Regions from separate parts of the Zea mays genome. Here region 1 is linked to region 2. The links are chromatin contacts, called in public Hi-C maps. All regions are on one chromosome and are shown on one strand. The core of a region is the stretch at or near the end of the contact, and the rest is flanking DNA. Distances in the headings are between cores, read along the strand shown. Region 1 holds the start of LOC100191152. Region 2 holds the start of LOC100273974 (Tubulin-specific chaperone E).

What was found. A called contact is a pair of places that touch in the nucleus more often than the background predicts.
Region 1: a Hi-C map of tassel shows a contact between it and region 2, with 2.1 times the contacts expected there. The contact joins the promoter of LOC100191152 here to the promoter of LOC100273974 in region 2. A contact is called at or near these places in 2 of 25 Hi-C or Micro-C datasets (ear and tassel).

What each region holds. Positions count from the first base shown.
Region 1 is chr5:88,126,689-88,133,572 of Zm-B73-REFERENCE-NAM-5.0, forward strand. LOC100191152 reads left to right here and starts at 4,420. Exons shown (of 8, transcript NM_001136588.2): 1 at 4,420-4,731; 2 at 6,305-6,418; 3 at 6,498-6,593; 4 at 6,813-6,855. The coding sequence starts at 4,499.
Region 2 is chr5:87,583,452-87,590,590 of Zm-B73-REFERENCE-NAM-5.0, forward strand. It overlaps LOC100273974 (Tubulin-specific chaperone E), which reads left to right and starts at 2,532. Exons shown (of 15, transcript NM_001360518.1): 1 at 2,532-2,855; 2 at 3,045-3,215; 3 at 3,385-3,431; 4 at 3,631-3,777; 5 at 3,872-3,946; 6 at 4,133-4,242; 7 at 4,323-4,450; 8 at 4,622-4,683; 9 at 4,778-4,885; 10 at 4,972-5,006; 11 at 5,283-5,351. The coding sequence starts at 2,546.

The DNA of each region.
Region 1 (6,884 bases), core at 3,170-5,669, 550 kb after region 2:
AATGCTACCGGAATGAAGACGGGTCCGGGCAAGGGGTCCTTACTAGGAATTGTCCACGCAGGCGAGTTGTCCATGGGAAGGGGTCGTTCCGCCCCTGTTTCGCACTCCGGTGAGGAATTCCCCTTGATTCGGGGTCACCCAGCACAACCCGAGGGCACAAACGGACTTCCTAGACGTTGGCGCACCTTCGCGGCCACGCACAAGAGATGGGACACCGGTGCAGAGGGGGTTCACCGGTGGCGCGACTCCACTGCTCACATGGCTTCACGAATGATGGCGGTTTCACGAGAATTCGGGAGGTAGAGGGCACGACTAGGGCGCCCATGCCTCAATATACTAACACGCGGAGTCGGGGACGGCTAGTTGGGACCGGGAGACCCGGGGAAGGCTGTTGTGCCGGCCACCTCCGTGGATCTCGGCGAGGAGGTCTTAGGTAGGTGTTGCGCGTGCGACTGACGCTGGCAGCGCAGTCCCACTAGCAGCGGGCGCGGCGCGCTGACGACACCAAGGCTGACGAGTTGGCCCACATGTCGGCGCGCGATGGAAGGAAGAGGTGGCTACTGACCAGTGGCCCCCGGTTATCAGTGCGCGGGCGCGAAGAAAGGTGGTCCGCACGAGAGTTCGTTGGTGGGCTGGCGTAAATCGGCCCAGGCGTTCCTTTTTTCCTTTTCTGTTTTCTTTTCCTTTTTTATTTTTAGAGTTTAAATTTGAATTCAAATTTGGTTGTGAACTTGTACTCAGATTAAATGAACAAATTGAACATACCAGTAAGAAAGGAATTTATTTATTTATATATTTATTTTGTATTGTGTAGTAATTTTTTTCTCTTTCCCTTTCTATGTTATTTCCAACTTCTAAATTGCAAGTTAGGTTAAATCCCAATTTGGACACTAATATATTTTCATTATTATTATTATTATTTATAAATGCACAAACAAATAAACTCCAACATGATGCATAGATTATTTTAGGTGTCATTAGTTAATTATTCACTTTAAATATAGTTATTCACATGTTCCAATAATTGGAAAACAATACATGTAAGAAGATCAACCCTTTCTTATTATTTACAAGTTGGGTATTACAAATCCTACCCCCCTTAAAACTAATCTCGACCTCGAGATTAAGAGGAGCTAGGGAAGATGTGGGGAAATTCTATTCGTAGCTCTTCTTCTCTCTCTCCCAAGTAGCTTCATCTTCCCCATGATGACTCCATTGTACTTTGCACATTTTGATCACTTTATTCCTTGTAACCCGAGTCAAAGTGTCAATGATCTTGATAGGATACTCCGTGTAGGTTAGATCTCTTTGCACACTAAGTTCTTCCATTGGTAACTGTTTCTCTGGAACACGGAGACACTTGAGTTGAGATACGTAGAACACATCGTGTACATCAGACAAATGATCTGGTAGCTCAAGCTGGTAGGCCATCTCCCCAATTCGTCTAAAGATTTTGAATGGTCCAATAAAGCGAGGGGATAGCTTGCCTTTCACTTTGAATTTCCTCATTCCACGAATTGGTGACACCTTGAGGTACACGTGGTCACCATCTTCAAATTCCATTGGTCTTCTTTGGTTATCAACATAACTCTTCTGTCGAGTCTGTGCTATCCTCAAGTTCTCTCGGATCATACGAACTTGTTCTTCTGCCTCTTGAATAATTTCAGACCCAAAGAACTGCCTTTCACCAGTATGATCCGAATAAAGAGGAGTTCTGCACTTTTTTGCCATATAAAGCTTCAAATGGTGACATTTTTCAGACTGGCCTAATAACTATTATTGTAGGAGAACTCTGCATATGGTAGACTCTTGTCCCAACTGCCTCCATGCTTAAGGGCACAAGCTGTTAACATATCCTCAAGTACTTGGTTGGTTCTCTCAGTCTGACCATCAGTTTGGGGATGATAGGTCGAACTGAAGTTCAACTTTGTATCCATGTTCTCATGAAGACTCTTCCAAAATCTTGAGGTAAACTGAGATCCCTGATCCGAAACAATCTTCTTCGGTACACCATGTAGGCACACAATTCGAGCCATATATAACTCTGCCAACTGAGAGTCCATGTAAGTAGTCTTGACCGGAATGAAGTGAGACACTTTGGTTAATCTATCCACAATCACCCATATGGAATCATAACCCTTCAGGGTGCGAGGCAACCCGACAATGAAATCCATACCAATTTATTCCCACTTCCATTCGGGTACTTTTAACGGGTGTAGCGGTCCAGCTGGTCTTTGATGTTCAGCTTTGACTCTTTGGCATACATCACACACAACCACGTGTGTAGCTACATCTCTTTTCAACCCATACCACCAGTACTTCTGTTTCAGATCCTGGTACATCTTGGTGCTACCAGGATGAATAGAATAATCAGAGTCATGTGCTTCCTTTAGAATGGTTTCACGAAGATTGTCAATCTCAGGAACACATATCCTGTTCTTGAACCATATTGTGCCTTGTCCATCCTCCGTGAAGTCTGGACCTCTACCTTCAACCATCAGATCATTGATTTCTTGGATTTTAGCATCACCAATCTGACCCTTGTGTATTTCTTGCTCCAAGGTAGGTTCTACTTCGATAGTGGTCCCTTTAGTATGTGCAACTATTCCTAGGTTGAGTCTTTTGAAGTCTTCTACTAACTCATCGGGTAACTGAGCGACAATAGCTGCATGCACATGCTCCTTCCGACTCAAGGCATCCGCAACCAGATTCGCCATGCTCGGATGATAGTGAATCTCCAAGTCATAATCCTTGCCTAAGGTTGAGATCTTTCTGAGTGAAGATATACTTTAAGATCTCATGATCAGTGTAGACTTGGCACTTAGTCCCCATATTATAATGCCTCCAAATCTTGAGAGCATGCACTACGACTGCCAATTCTAAGTCATGAGTGGGGTAGTTCAACTCATATTTCCGCAACTAGCGAGATGCGTAGGCGATGACATGTCCTTCTTGCATAAGAACACATCCCAAGCCCTGGCGGCACACATCACAATATATGTAAAATCCCTTCTGCGGCTCTAGCATAACCAGCACTAGGGGTGGCATCAATCTTAACTTCAGTTGATTGAAACTATCTTGACATTCACGAGACCACTTAGACTCCTTTCCCTTCTCTAATAGTGAAGTCATAGGATTAGCAATCTTGGAGAATCCTTCAATAAATCTCCGGTAGTAACCCGCGAGTCCCAAGAAACTCCGGATTTCAGTAACCGAGCTTGGTATCTTCCATCCCACTATCTCTCTTACTTTAGCCGGATCCACTGATATTCCTCCATTGGAGATGATGTGTCCAAGGAATGGCACTTCGTCAAGCCAGAACTCACACTTGCTATACTTGGCATAGAGTTGATTATCCCGTAACTTTTGTAGCACCATTTGCAGATGTTCCTCATGATCAGAGAGAAGATGTGGGGAAGGGGAGTGGACTTGCATGTCATGTATTATAGGGATACAAATTAAGAGTTTGCTGGAGCAATGAATAGTGTCTTATATCACGCAAAATATGGATGCGGAGTGCAATAGGGTAGCTGGTGGAGTTGGTCTTAAATATACTAGAGGAATGTAAATCAGACATCTCATATTTCTTTGTGGCTCGATTCGACGGTGGATATCTCTTTGATAACGTGGTCTGCCTGTTTTGTGAGGAAACCCACTCGTTCTAGAGTATTAGGCCATCTACAACAGATCTTCTATCTTATCTCATATTTCAAACTTTCCTCTTAAATAGTGTTATCTACAGTTTCACGTCCCCTATTTTACATGGTTATTGAAGACAGTCTTAAGATAACATAACCATAGTTTTATAGATTATGCATGATGCACATGTATGACATCCTCACACATCATTTTATTTTTGATGTGGGGTGTTTTGTTTTCTTGATTAAAGTTTAGTTCGTGTCAAATATAATTATTAAATATAATCTGGTTATAAAATTGATTATACAAAACTGAATGGTAAGACAAATTTGTTAAGCCTAATTAATACATGATAAGTAAATATCTACTGTAACATCGTATTAGTGAATCATGAACTAATTATGATTAATAGGTTTGCTTCATTGTTTAGTTATTATCTGTGTAAATTAAATTTAATACTTGTAGCTAGTATCAAAATATTTAATATGATGAAACTACAATTTAGTCTCTTGCATTTAAACACCTTTAGAGGTTATGACTATTAAATTGTATAAACATATTTTTATATTGTAGACCGTGCTATTTATAGAATATTTATATAGAATATTTATAGAGTGAGAAAGCTGGTGGACCGTGATCTGACATCGCAACGAAAAAGAAAATAACGACACCTGACCTGGGCCGCAGCGTCACATCCGGACCCATCTCACAGTGACACAGACGATCGAGCCCGAAACCTACACGTTACACGTATCACGTCCCAGCCGTTTCCCTCAGCTCGGTGGAGGCCCTCAAGTCCTACGCGCTCCGTTCCCCTTTCCCTTTCCGAAGCTTCTCGACCCCCCATCCCCTCCCTGACATGGCCGACAACGCGAAGGCCGCGGCGGCGCATGCGAGGCCGGAGTCGTCGCAGGAGGAGGAGGAGGACTGGAAGGAGGCCGAGGGGGACGTCGCCGAAGTCGACCGCGCCGCCACCAATGGCGCCGGCGAGGGGGGCGTGCCCACAGACAGGCCGATCCGGGTCTACGCCGACGGCATCTACGACCTCTTCCACTTCGGCCATGCCAAGTCGCTGGAGCAGGCCAAGAAGTCGTGAGAACACCGCCCCCACCCTCCTCCTCCGCCTATTGGGCCTGCCGTCTCCGGCCGAATTGAACTGCCCCACGATCTGCCCCTCGCGCTGGCGTGGGGGGCCGGGCGCTGTTGCGTGCTAGCGTGCAATGGTCGCTTTAGCAGCGTTTGCGGTGGCGTCTGGATCGCGCTCCATCAGACGGTTCGGTGCGAGATTGGCGCTGAGTTGTTTCTCCCCACGTCTTCCCTTTGTGGCATTTTTGTGATGAGTTGTCCCACGCGTCTAGCAGTTCGGGAATGTTTTTCTATGAGTAAATTACCCCGTGTGATGATTTTTGTGTACATATTGATGTGAGTTGATTGAAATCCCCATTTAGTGTTGTCTGCGGCTTGCTTGATGTGCGATATTGCTTTAGGCGTCCATCCTTTTTAGACAATTAGACGGGTTGTTTGGTGAGGACTGCAGGTCCATTCTTAGTACTGCTACCTAATATGATATGACTGGATCGTTTAGTTGCAAAAAACATGTGCCAGTTTCCTCATTAGTGCAGTCCGATTCGGAATCATTAATGTGCTTCCCTTTAGCCTGTTGTGTTGATTCAGAGTGCTTGGGTACTTGAACTTTTTTAGCTGAGAGGCTTATACTATGATTCTCTTGTTCAGATACAAATTGGCATGCATTATTTTGTAGCTAGGATGCTTGAGCTTCTTCCAATTATTGAGATTTGCGACGACATGAAGATTGCTTCCCAGTTTTATTCTTTGAGATACCAGCAGCACTCATGCATATCGTAGTGAAATGAGTCCGTTCTATGGAAATTTACTTGTGGCCTGAATCGATTTGTGGTTTCTGATGAATTTGGCATTCCCTATTTGGTTATACCTACCGTCAGCGCTTGAGAAAGGTCATACCCCTGGCTGCCGCTAAGACACATTTAAGGCTTCCAGTATAGTAAGCTACCGCGAGGCCCGCCGCTCCTAGGGCCCCATGCCCCGATGGCCAAGGCAGAGGCTTGAACTGGATAACTTGATACTGGGGCACCCCGAAGTCATAACTACACCATAGTGCTGTAAGTAGTCACCAAGGGACCCGGGGTCCACGGGTTCCAAGGAGCTCTAAGGCTTGGATACGTTTCTGTTTCTACAAAAAGACACAATCGAACGAAGTTACTCTTGCAATTATGTTAGCTTTAAGTTCTATCTTTTCCTCAAATTTATCCATGTATCAGAACTTTAGGTACCTGTGGCGTGCAGGAAGAGCAAGAAACAAGTCCATTCAGGTTACTGTATAGTGGGAGCTTCTAGCTTTTCTGTGATATTAGTACCTTTCATAAGCAACCATGTGGCCTTTATCAGTTTCTTAAGTGTGAAGCTTGATTTAGATCTTTAAAGGTAACTTCATAGTAACAGTATTACCTTAATCTTTGCTGTGCATATAACTTTCAACTGCCATTGGCCTTGTTCACATCTCTGCTGTGCGTAATTACTTTGAACTGTCACTGGCCTTGTTAACATCTATGCTTGAGCACTATTAAAAAATTCTCTCCTGTAGCTATTTTAATATGCGCCTGAATAAGTGCTTTCAAATCTGCAGGTTTCCAAACACATATCTTCTTGTTGGATGCTGCAATGATGAGTTGACACATAAATTCAAAGGAAGAACTGTTATGACTGAGGATGAGCGATATGAGTCACTTCGTCATTGCAAGTAACCACTCTCTTTTTTGTTATAATTTTGTTTAATTAGTGCCATAATTGTATTTTATATATATATTCTGCATTTCCAGGTGGGTTGATGAAGTCATTCCAGATGCTCCATGGGTGGTGACAGAAGAGTTCTTGGATAAGCATAACATTGATTTTGTTGCTCATGATTCTCTGCCGTAAGCACTCGTTCTAAAAAAACTTGATGGCTTCGTTACACAGTAAATATTTCCAAGGAACTGCCTGAGATGATACATATGGCCATCATTGTTGTGATGTGTTTTCACCATTTAGAGTTCATATTATATTCAGAGTCTTTGGTCTACACGATGCTGAGTTTGAAATCTAAGTCTATTTGGTTAATTTGTACCCTCTTTTTCCTATTTGAACGAAGACAGGTATGCTGATGCTAGTGGAGCTGGTAACGATGTTTATGAACATGTGAGTCGTTTAAGCTTCAGATTAAGAAA
Region 2 (7,139 bases), core at 1,282-3,781:
TACTCTGGTATGTATGGTGAGTGATACGAAGCAATGTGCATAACCTGCTTCGGCTGGTTCTGTTGGGCTGCAGCTTCTGCTATCTCCTTCTGTTTCTGAATGGTGACATGGCACATCCTTGTAGTATGGCCCTTGTCCTCACCACAGAATAGGCAATAAATTTTCCTGGGCTGATCCCTTAACCTTCCACCGAAGCCCCTGGCGCCTCTGCCCCTTGGAGCTGGGGGCCGAGGATAGCTTTGTTGCTGCCCCGAAGCCTGGGAGGAATATTGTGGTCTCTGTTGCTGACTTCCTCTGTCGTTATTCTCAGTGGAATGAATTGATCTGATGTGCCTTGGGTGGATTCTCCATCCGAAGCCCCTGGTCATTTCGGAGAACCTGTAAGCTTCCTCCCTTCTCTGTTGAAAGTCATTATCAGCGCGGATGTATTCATCCATCTTCTGAAGCAATTTTTCCAGGGCCTGAGGGGGTTTCCTGGCGAAGTATTGGGCCGTAGGTCCTGGCCGAAGCCCCTTGATCATGGCCTCAATGACAATTTCATTGGGCACTGTTGGTGCTTGTGCCCTCAGACGCAAGAACCTTCGGACATACGCCTGGAGGTATTCTTCATGATCTTGCGTGCACTGGAACAAAGCTTGAGCGGTAACCGGCTTCGTTTGAAACCCTTGGAAGTTGGTGATCAGCATGTCCTTCAGCTTCTGCCATGATGTGATTGTTCCTGGCCGAAGAGAGGAGTACCAGGTTTGTGCAACATTCTTGACTGCCATGACGAAAGATTTCGCCATGACTGCAGTATTGCCACCATATGAAGATATGGTTGCTTCGTAGCTCATCAGAAACTGCTTCGGATCTGAGTGTCCGTCATACATGGGGAGCTGGGGTGGCTTGTAAGACGGGGGCCAAGGTGTAGCCTGCAGTTCTGCTGACAGAGGAGAAGCATCATCAAAAGCAAAATTTCCATGATGGAAATCTTCATACCATTCACCCTCGTTGTAGAAACCCTCTTGGTGCAGCTCTCTGTGCTGGGGCCTTCGGTTTTGCTCATCTTGAGCGAGATGACGTACTTCTTCAGTGGCTTCGTCAATCTTCCTTTGTAGGTCAGCTAACCGAGTCATTTTTTCCTTCTTCTTTTGCACTTGCTGATGAAGCATCTCCATATTCCTGATTTCTTGGTCCAATTCATCTTCCTGGGGCGTTGCACTGGTGGCCTTCCTCTTCTGGCTTCGGGCCTCTCGAAGAGAAAGGGTCTCCTGGTTTGGGTCCAGTGGCTGCAGAGCAGCAATCCCTGTCACTGAAGCTTTCTTCGGTGGCATGACGAAGGTCAAATGCTTGCCGAAGGTGGTCGAAAGGATTCACCGGAGGTGGGCGCCAATGTTGGGGACTTGATCTCAAATGCTATGAGTTAAGAAAAAGGCAACACAAAGAATGTTAAACGTTAAAGTCCTTCGTCCTTCGAAGTATTATTTTCCTTGGGATATAATGATTTTCGGACGAAGGTTATGAAGGACTTACCTTCGTCAACAAGACATATAATAATGAAGAAAGAATCATATACAACATAAAAGGTGATATAAGCAGTCATGTATTATTATCAGCTCATTTCTATTTTATTACTATGGAAAAATAGAAATGATATTAAATTACAAGTGTACCTTCGGCTTAAAAGAAGGTAAAAGTACAAGCGTGACGCAAAAGCAAATGCAAAGTCAGCGTGAACAATACGGGAGCACTGTTCATCTATTTATAGGCACCAGACGCAGCCCATGTAAAATTACACCCATGCCCTTTACATTTGCTAATAACTCCATAGTAATCCATCGAGGTCTAAATAGCCTTTTCATCTTTAAGTCAGTTTCCTTTTCTGCTATCATGCCGAAGCTCCCCTGCGCATAGCTTCGGCTCTGCACCATCCTTCGTATTCCTTGTACTTCTTCATACTGTGGTTTTGATCCAAGTCCGAAGGTACCTGTTCATGTATTATACTCCAAAAACATTGTTAAATCATGTTTTTGAGGACCTTCGGAAGCCGAAGGCCCCCAACAAAAACATTTAGATAACAACCAAATCTAATCTACATCAAACCTAAACATAATAATTAATATTATAACTAAACAATTATCACTAGACACTATGTGTTTATTTTCATGTGTATTGTGCAATGTTCTTAATAGTTTTAATTCAACCATAGTATCAATTAAAAATTTATCTCTATTTTAGCTGCGACATTAATGGGTTCTTATTGGACTAGAGCATAATTAGCAATTTTCATCGTTAGAGGTCTTAATCTTGAGCAAAGTCTGAGCCCGCGTCATTAGTGTGGATTAGATATAATTTGATGATTACAAAATAAATTATTGTGATTTACTGTACATGTTCTATATAAGAAAGATTAGATATATTTTTAAGTTCGGTATTGTTTAGTTTCATCTACTATCAGTTTGGGCCGAACAAGCACAGCTGGGGCAAGCCCAATGGGCTTCCATCACTCATCACGCCTCTCACCAATCACGACCAGATGCCCAGTTGCCCACCACGGCGTCCAGTCATGTCCAGCACCACCGCCGCTGCTTTCCGCCTGGGCCAGCGCGTGCACGCCGCCGGCGACCCCCGCCGCCTAGGCACGGTGCGCTACCTGGGCCCCGTAGAGGGCCACGGCGGAGTCTGGGTCGGCGTCGACTGGGATGATGGCGCTGGCGGCCGGCACGATGGCTCGCTCGCCGGCCGCCGATACTTTGTTGCCGTGGGAGAGTGCTCGGCCACCTTCGCGCGCCCCACGGCGCTCAGCGGAGGGATCTCGCTCCCGGACGCGCTCCGCCTACGTTACCGCGTTCAGGACTTCACCAAGGAGGAACAGGGTTAGTGCAGTACTGCAGTGCGTGCCGACCGACGCCTCCTGAATTTGCTGCCTCCACAGTTCCTTTGATCCGGCAATGCTCACTTCCTTTTTCAGCTAAGGAGTAGAAATATTTGTGCAAACATCACCTCAATTTCTTGAATTCCCTCCGTAATAACCCTGACTGCATGCTTTGACGCACTGTGTTCAGATGAGATGTATGTCTTCTCGACAAGCCAGAAGCGGGTCTCGGTTGAATTTGTTGGCACAGACAAAGTTCAGGAGAAGCTCAACAACTTCAATGAGTTGGCCAGTGCATCCGTTTCTTACATGGGAGTGAGCTCAATTGGAGCGCCCAATGAACTAAACAGTTTGGTTCCAAGTAAATACTGTATCATCATCTTGTCCATTTACTGCTTGTTTTTATTGTAAATAAGCCATAATGCGTCTAGCAATTGGAGCAGGTCGTTCTGCTATCATTTATTTCTTCAGGGACTTATTAAAGCCTAGGTTTCCATTTGTTCTGACAGCTATTTTTTTGCATGTTCCAGATCTCAAACTTCTTGACTTAACTGGAAATCTGTTCTCACAGTGGCAAGTAAGAATTCCCACAGAATGGTTCTTGTTACTTCAATTGCTATACTTAGTCACTTACAATTGGTGTGACTTTATATAACATCAAAGCAACAAGAGAAAGTCTTGGTGGTACTACCAAATGTTTGCAGCATATCCCCTGTGCTTCTGTGTTTAACTGTTTATTCATTTGTTGTGTCTAAAACATTTTGGTTCCCACTCAGGATATATTCTCTCTTTGTCAAGCACTGGCATCCCTGGAAGTTCTTAATTTGACAAATAATACCATGGAGAATGATGTTGTAGAAACTCCAATGCTCGAGAATATCCGAATTCTTGTTCTCAATAACTGTGGTGTAACATGGGAACTGGTATACCCAATTGCTGTCAGACTGTCACTTTGAAGCTTTTGTTGTTAGTCATTGCCAATCACACTGTGAGCTCATTTTAAGTTTTTAAAAACAGGTTGAAAAGATTAAAGTTTCCTTTTCATGTATCAGTGAACTCCACCTGATGTCAAACAGGCTTAATATGATCATGGTTAGTGTTCCTTCTTATATGACAACTTCCATGTGCATCTGATGATAATAGAGAACACATCTAGGTGTTTTGGATTATTCTTTCCAATATTTCGAGTGGATGTTTTTCTTGCTTCAGCAAGGCATACACCAACGTTAAAAACTATGATTTTTTGTACATCTAACGGCATCTCGCTTTCGTATCTAGACCCTAGATGGAAAGTTCGTACAAGGTTTCAACACACTGCGGCTCCTAAATCTAGAAGATAATCATATTGATTCATGGGATGAAATTGTGAAACTTTCTTACTTAAGAAGGTAATAATGGAAATAGTAATGTTTTCACCCTTGATTTCGGTAGTGTGAATATTTATCATCTCTCTCCCTTGTTTCTCCAGTTTGGAACAACTCCATTTGAACAAAAACAGGTTAAAGCATGTGAAATATCCATCTAATCTTTCACCAGATGGACCTATTGATGATGCAGCTGCTGTGCCATTTGAAAATTTGCAAGTTCTTTTGTTAGGTATATGCATTCTGTGGGGGTTAGATTTTGTTGTCTTTGCCATATAATAAAGAACCCAAGATTCGAGCATAATTCTGTTTAACTTTAGTACTGCACTAGTGCTTTCTGATTTTCAAATGGAAGTGAAAACTAAAGACACTGTGCTAATGTTGATTTTTTTAAGTTCATCAGGATCTAATGACATAGATGACTTTTCTTCAGTGGATTCACTTAACCTGTTCCCAAGTTTAAGGGTGAGCTGGTTTCAGTGAACTACACTTGTTGTTTGGAATCTTGTTGCTGATTTATAATACATTGTATGACCATATTGATGTCTAATTTTTGAAGGATGTCAGGCTTTCTGACAATCCTGTAGCTGATCCTGCCAAGGGTGGTGCTCCTCGTTTTGTGCTTGTTGCTCGACTTGGAAAAGTTGGAATACTAAATGGCAGTGAGGTTTATGCCAACTCCCTGGATATTTTTTTGAATGTACAATACTTAGTCAGATATATGACATCCTTAATCCTTCTTGCCATGTCTAGATAAGTCCACGTGAACGGAGGGAATCTGAAATACGGTCAGTTAATTCTTTGTATCTGTAAATCATTCCAACTAGTATATGACCTTATTAGGTTTCTTTGTGGTATGGCCAGTCAAGCCTATTTATGATATCAGATCAGTATTAATGGAAAATTTAAAATGTTTTCACTCTATCTGAACTGCAGAGTTTTCTTCTGGTTCTCTTAGGAAAAATACCACATTCTTCCAGACTTTTTTAAAAAAATAAAAAAGACCCTTCAATTGTCTTTCTTTAAGTCACACTTCAATTCTGATACAAGCAATGCCATTGTAGATATGTCCGCCTTGTTATGGGAAAAATAGAATCAAATGACCAAGAAGAGATCAGACGGCTTCACCCTAGGTATGTTTGTGGCATTTATGCCGTTCTTAGTTTTAAAGTTGTATACACTAACACAACATGATCCAGAGAAGAAACATGCCATTGATTTTGTGATATACTAATTCTTTTTAGGGGTGATCAGGTGGCATTCAGTTTTTTTGGTTTGGTTAATTCGGTTTTTGGAAATTTTGGCTCGTAAAACTCGAAAAACAACCAAAGCAAAGCAAAAAAAAAACTCAGTTTGAAATTTACAAAACAACAATAGTTCAGCGAGACTTCTTGGTTTCCACTGTTTTTTTTCTTTCTCGAATAGAGCAGTATGTGTGCAATTTTATTAAGAAAGGAAAAGCTTACAAAAACAGGATGGCTTTTAAAATCCTTCCAAACACACCTCACTCATAGTACATATCTGCCACTGCAAAAAGAAACTATTAATCCAACCATAACAAACTTGCGATACTAGGCAAATTAAAGGCTTGGAGCAAGGCACCTCAAGATAAGCTCCTGAAGAGCAGAAGCACTGGCAATTCATACACCCTGAACTCTGTCTCCAGTGGATCAGTGGATCTTAAGCTAGCCTGACTATTGGATATGAGAGGATAGATCACACTGAGCAGAGCGAGGGGAGGGTAGAGTATTACAGAAGAGCAGCGGGAAGGATAAACCTTCTGGAAGGTGGGAATTGATTTTTGTGTTCACTGCATCGGGGAATGCGTTCTCCATGGCACTGCTTACATTGGGAGAATGAGAGAAGAACGAATGAGGGGGCTACATGAGACAGGTGCCATCTGTTGCCATCACCCATCATACTAAACAGGGCAACAAATGGGCCTTGGCCTTGCCATCACCCATCAGACTACGGAGGGCAACAAATGGGCCTTGGCCTTCATGTAGAGGTGGCATCGGCGGTCGGCCTGGCTTTCTTCATCAGTTATGTCGCAGGAAACATAGCACACAGGAGAGCTACGTGTCAGTTATGAGGGCTGCGCCTTTTTTCTCTCGAAGCACGCAGGAAAGCTATATGTCATTTCATTAAGAAGAAAATGAAGTCCTTCCCGAAAAGATTATACACCCCGTGGAGTGGGGTGTGAATTACAACTCACACTTGAATGGTAGCAGCCCCAGAAACGACCAAAAGGGACTCAGCTTTAAGAACCAGGTCCTGTAGGGCAGAGGCCCCAGCTTGGCACCAAAGTTGCCCTTCAACCATTATAGCCAGAACCACACTTTGGACAGCAGGCCTAACACCCTAAAAGACAAGCGTTTCTATGTTTCCAGATCTCTCAAGTAACTAAAGCCACTAAGGAATTAAACCTTTTTTCTCCTCTTTAGTCAAAGTTCCAGCAGCCAGGCACCACCAGGAATTAAAGTGGCTATCAAGACTGGGCGGCCTAACAGCCGGAATGATTCTTCCAAGAACAATAGTCCAGACCTCCCTAGCAAACACACATGAAACAAGCAAGTGGCTGATAGTTTCCGTGTCTTGATCACAAAGGGGGCAAGCAGGTTGGTGTGGAAACCCTCATTTGGCTAAGCGGTCTGAAGTCCAGCAGCGATTATGTATAGCCAACCAGATGAAGAACTTGATATTTGCGGGGGCCCAAGTCTTCCAAATCCGCTTCCGTGGCAGGAACTTGATAGATCCAATAAATATGGAGCAGTATGCTGACTTACTGGTATACTGTCCAGAAGAAGAAAGTTTCCAAGAGAACACCTGGCATGAACGGCCTGTGGGATATGCAATGCAGAATGATTAGGGGTTTTATGGCTAGCTTTCTTCTATCAGTTCTATTCACTTCTGACATGTAC